Regions from separate parts of the Mus musculus genome. Here region 2 is linked to region 1. A link is a contact called in public HiChIP or PLAC-seq data. All regions are on one chromosome and are shown on one strand. The core of a region is the stretch at or near the end of the contact, and the rest is flanking DNA. Distances in the headings are between cores, read along the strand shown. Region 1 overlaps 9130019P16Rik (RIKEN cDNA 9130019P16 gene). Region 2 overlaps Nod1 (nucleotide-binding oligomerization domain containing 1).

What was found. HiChIP or PLAC-seq counts read pairs in DNA pulled down with a chosen protein or histone mark.
Region 2: a FOXA1 HiChIP or PLAC-seq map of pancreatic cancer cells shows a contact between it and region 1. The contact joins two enhancer-like sites. A contact is called at or near these places in 1 of 115 datasets of contacts at active chromatin or transcription factors (pancreatic cancer cells) and 1 of 9 other capture datasets (embryonic stem cells).

What each region holds. Positions count from the first base shown.
Region 1 is chr6:54,353,652-54,356,358 of GRCm38.p6, reverse strand. The region is part of intron 3 of 9130019P16Rik (RIKEN cDNA 9130019P16 gene); the gene reads left to right. Among named protein-coding and RNA genes, the nearest start is that of Prr15, 28 kb to the right of the region's middle. Within about 2 kb of position 1,423, at least 26 of the 459 cell types and tissues checked have an H3K27ac peak or open chromatin away from gene starts, as enhancers often do. A contact at or near this core is called in pancreatic cancer cells, where this site is marked.
Region 2 is chr6:54,955,165-54,957,864 of GRCm38.p6, reverse strand. The region is part of intron 1 of Nod1 (nucleotide-binding oligomerization domain containing 1); the gene reads left to right. Among named protein-coding and RNA genes, the nearest start is that of Nod1, 16 kb to the left of the region's middle. Within about 2 kb of position 1,309, at least 136 of the 459 cell types and tissues checked have an H3K27ac peak or open chromatin away from gene starts, as enhancers often do. A contact at or near this core is called in pancreatic cancer cells, where this site is marked.

The sequences.
Region 1 (2,707 bases), core at 174-2,673:
ATATAAACAAGCGAGATATAAACAAGAAGAAATAGGACTGAATAAACGTGTGCAGAAGGATCCTGTAGCAGCGTCGTTCTTCCTGGCCTGTTGAGCGCGCGCAACAGGTGGGGGGCAAGATTAGGTAGTATCAGTTAGATAGTGCAGACTCTCTCGTCCCTGGGAGATCAAACCTGAACAACTGGGTCCTCACTGCAGGTTTCTCCGAGTGCTTCTGGTTCTTTGCTTGGCTACTCTGACTTTCTAATTAGCTATCCCCTTTGGCCAATTTACCATCACCCTCCAAAATGAAGACCTTTCTGTGGGGGCAGGGAGCAGTGGGTAGCAGGCCCAGAGCAAGAGTAAGGTCGAAGCATTTCCAAATTCTGGAAATGTAGCCCTGAGATCCTCAGGAGTAGGGTGGCAACTCCCCCACCTCCCTCCTCCCACCCTGGGTCTTCGTGCCTGGCCCACGTAGCCCTGTTCTCCCCCATTTATTCTCCTCCCTAGATCATGTAGCTTGGTAGCTAGGTCATGTCCAGCAGCACCTAGAATTCCCCCTTATGCAAATAGACATTCCTAGCACCCTGGCCCTGGAAAGCCCCTCTGGAGAGTCTGTTCTCAGCATGCTCGTGCTCACAGCTGCCTTGCTTCCCCTCTCAGGATCTACTAGTTGGGATCCAGGCCCTATCATGTAGCAAAGAGGCCAAGCCCGAACTGCACTTTCTCTCCGGCCCTTTCCAGAGGCCAGCCTGGTCTACAGAGTGAGTTCCAGGACAACCAGGGCTACACAGAGAAGTCTGTCCTATCTTGCAAAAACAAAAAACAAAAACAAAACAAAACAAAAACAATAGCAAAAGAATTCTGCAGTTACTCCCACAGTACAAGGAGAAGAAACAGCAGACAGTCCTTAGGCCAGTGAGAGCTCTTCCTCCTACCCACATGGGCTGCAAGGTCCCTCTCAGGTCTGTGGAAAAGCTTCCTTCAGTCAATGCTCGCACTGAAATATTCTAACCATAGCTATGGGTGCACAGAGGCCAGATTCCAGCTGGGGAGACTGGGCTTTAAGCATCACAGTGTCTTAAGATGATAATGTGCTTTCTTCTTGTGGTTTTGGTTTTGTCTCTTTTTTTTGGGGGGGGGGATGTTGAGACAGAACCCTGTGTACAGAGTGCAGCATAGCCCTGACTGTCCTGAAACTTGCTTTGTAGACCAAGCTGACCTCTGACTCACGTAGATCCACCTGACTCTGCCTCCCAAGTGCTGGGACTAAAGGTGTACGCTACCACACTTGGCAGTGATGATGTAATTTTTAATTCATGTTTTTACTTTTGAATTACATATTTCTCTTGGCTGGAATTTGAACTTTGGTTTATGATAGTATGTACTGTCATTAAGTGTGGTTAATATTTTTATTATTATCTTGGTATAGCAACGAGAGATGTGTGTCTTGCTAGGAGCTGGATGCCTATGTGGCGGGCCCCTCCCATTTGGCCATACAAATACTCCACTGTTTTTTCATTCCCTGAATAGGGTGTGAGTAAGAAGGCTGGAAAGGCAGGGGATCTTCCCTGGAGTTCAGAGGCTTTGAGAATCGATAGATTCACACCAGGGAAGGCCAGCCAAGAGTGCGCTCTGAATTATAAAATCTCCTGAGTTCAGAGATTCTGGAAGATTCTAAAGAGGCCTCTACAAGATGCCTCTGGCCAGAGAGTAAAAGCAAAGGCCACAGAGCTTCTACATGACAGCCATGCCAAAGCTACTTCTTGATAGTGGGTTATTCAGGAAGGGACTGAGCCAGCACCCACAGCTGCATAGCCAGTCAAGGTGGCCTGTCCTGTCCTTTGAGAGGGAACTCACGTGATAGGAAATTGGGATCACATAAGACTATCAGACAAAATGGTTTTGTTAAGCATAACCTCCTATTTTCTGACAACTGTCTGCAGCAAATATCTGTCTCAGTCTTTATAGGCAAGACTCATGAGCATGTGTCTGTGGGCACTTGTCTCTCCACATCTTCACACAGAAATAGACACACACCTTTATGTTCTGATACTTGCCTTTTTCCAGGCAGATTTCTCTTCCTATCACAGCCCCTTTTCCACTCTGTATGCTTTAGCAGCAGAGCAGATAAAACTCAAACCAGACCCATGCACACATAATGAGTACACACGGGCACACACACACACACACACACAGACACGAGTGTGGATGCACAGATGCACATATACACGTGATTAAAAGTAAATAAAAATGTTCATCTTTTATAAAGCTAAGCACCCCCCCCCAAAAAAAAAAAACACGTCACTGCCAGATGGGAACACCAATGTAGCCATAAAAGGGAGCACAGCCCCCACGAAGAACTGAATGAGGGACACAGGGAACCTCATGACCATGGAGCTGCCCATGCTACGCTCAGCTCCTTTGTAGACTCCTTGGCATGGACATTGACCTCCAGTGTTCTGCAGAGAACGGGGTAAGGACATTGCTGGGACAGCTGATGGCATGGGAAGTTCATGAGTGACCAGGGTATGGGTGTCCTGAAGTGCCCACCGTAGGCTGGAACACCTCAACAAGGCTCTACAGACAACCCACAGCTAGCCTGTATTTTTTTCTATCATTAGCCCAAATGTAGTGTCCTTGAAAAATGTTTATTTTGTTAACATGACCTTAAGTTTCTTTGAATTTAGTGCGTTATCTGTGCTTCCTATAAGTATGGTGATTATTG
Region 2 (2,700 bases), core at 60-2,559, 600 kb before region 1:
TCGTCTCAATCTGTAATCTCGTCCTCTGGTATTGCAACAGCAACTTGGAGAAAGCTGGGGCGATTTATTTGGAAAAATACAGAGTTTCAAAAGAATGAATGAAGGTTCCCAACAGCAGGGCGTGTCAGGAAAGGGCAGAGTCATAAGGCCACTGGGGCTGATGGGGAATGACTTCTTTGAGTGTTCTCTTCTTGATTCAACCCAAAAAAGTAGATTGCTACTTTTAAATGGCAATCCGTAAGTTACTGCTGTATAATATAAAGCAGTGCTTTTCAGCTAGGCATGGTGGTGCATGCTTTTATCCCTGACGTATGGGAGACCCAGGCAGAAGGATCTTGAGAGCTCGAGGCCACAATGCAGTACACAGTAAGGCTCTCTCTTAACATGAAACTAAAACAAACATAATGCTCATAGAACATTTCAGATTTGAAAAATATAGGTTGATGACACTTGGCAAATATGCATGTGTGTGTGTGTGTGTGTGTGTGTGTGTGTGTGTGTGTGTGTTTATATATATGCTCTTCCCTCAGTGTCTGCAGGGATCAGTGTCAGGATACTCCAAGGAAAACAAAATCCACCAGTGCTCAAATCCCTGATACAAGACAGAGTGATTATCTTCATATACCTACACATACCATCCTGAAAATTTAAATCATCTTTAGATTTTTATGACACCTAATGCATTGTAAGTGCTATAAAAGTGGTTATAGCATTCGATTCAAGAAACAATGACAAGGAAAAATCTACAAATTCTTCCATGTTTAGTGAGGTGCGATATTTTTCTGAATATTCTTGATCCATGGTTGGTTGAATCTGAGAATGTGGAATTCACAAATGTATACACACTATACACACACACACTACACACTACACACTACACACTACACACTACACACACACACACACACACACACACACACTACACACACACACTACACATACACTACACACACACACACACATACATAGAGCTCTCACTCAAGATATTTCTATGTCCCCAGGAGTTTGCATGGCTGTTGTTTTGCAACCCGTGTCTCCCAGCTACCATCTCTCGGCTTCTACACAGAGCCATACAGTGTATTCTGTTTTATTGAGTCTGACTTTCCTCAGCCTTGAATCTGACAGCAGTGATGTATTTTATTGCACTCACATGTGCCTGGTGCTGAGTTATGTGTCTGTAGACACTGCTCTGACTCAGTCATTCAATTCCTCTGGGAACTGCCAACTCCTTTCTCACTGTCAACAGCAGGGGCCTTGTTGGAATGAAACAAAACCAAAACCCTGTCAGAACTTCTGATTCTCCTCACAGGGCAGATTTCTTAGAAAGGGAAGTTGCTAAAGACACTTCTCAAGGCTGTTGATGCCTAGTGTTGAGCAGTATCAGCTCACCACAAGGAAAGGGAGAAAAATAAAAGCAAACCCTGAGCCCTTGGCTCATTTTTGTCTGTGGACTCTCAACAGCTTTGTTAAGACATCAGATGAGGCCACAAGTCCAGAGTGCTTGAGAGCAATCTTTCCACTCCATCAGCTAAAACTAGTGCCATTCAATATGTCACACATATGTCCTCTGATAGATCTCAAAGCCCTCAAAGTTAGATGTTACTAAGATAAAACCTGGTCCTATAAAATGTCCTTGGAAAGCTCCCTCAGTTTGTGAGAGTGACACCATAACACCTGCTCTCAGTTGACTTCAAACCTACCAACAGTGGAGGTCACACAGCAGAAAACCTCTTCTAGCTTCCCCCTAACTGTGGGTAACACCTCTCATGTGTGAATTCTGACAGTAACATTGCCTAATTACTTTGCACCATTGACTCTTAACTTGGAGTGCAAAGTCTAGAAAAAGAGAACACTCTTTATAGCACACCTTAACAGGACCTCTCATGTACCTCTGGCAAGAATTTAGGAATGTGATGGGGAAAGCCATTGTACTGACAGTGATACCCAGTGGTGGGATGTTATGGTCCTAGCATTGTAGACATTGGACCAAGCAAGGTGTTATATACAAGACTAGAAAACTGCTTCATTAAAACTGTAGCTTCTGGGCAGAAGGAACTGACAGGGAACTAAGTTGCAATCAGGCTATGTACTGACAAAGGGCAGTAGGTTTCTATTTCAAGAGTACAGAGTTGCAAAATTGCATCTACCACCTGCATATTTTATCCTAATTTTTCTATTTCATGTCCCACCCTGCGTTCTGCTGCCCGAGGTCTCATTTTCAGGCCACATCCACGGCCTTAATTTGTTTCTTTGGTTGTTTCCTTGGGCTGTCTGGACAGGATCTCCCTTCAACTCCCATCCTCAAGGCTCCATATATAGAGCTGGGAAAACCTCCCCCTACAGAGTGGCCTAGCTCTGTAAAGTCAACCTCTGCCATTCCTCCTGCCTCTTCTCCACCCTTTCCTCTCCCCCCCCCCTTCTCCAGCCCTCCCTTTCCCTTACTCCTCTGCTGTCCCTACTACTATCTACCCTCAGCTCCCTTGCCTTCCACTGGCACCCCAGGGCCCACCGTTTGGCAGGTTGTGACCTGGGAGACGCTTGGCTCTCTGTTTCTGGTGGCACCAGCTCATGCTTGGTCACTCTCTCTGAGGTGTCTCATGGCAGTTTGCTCTATCTCTGGCTTTGGTTTATTAGGCAATGTTTTTCTTTGTTTCCTTTTTTATGTCCACCATAACTTCCTTAACTTCCTGCCAAAGAGAG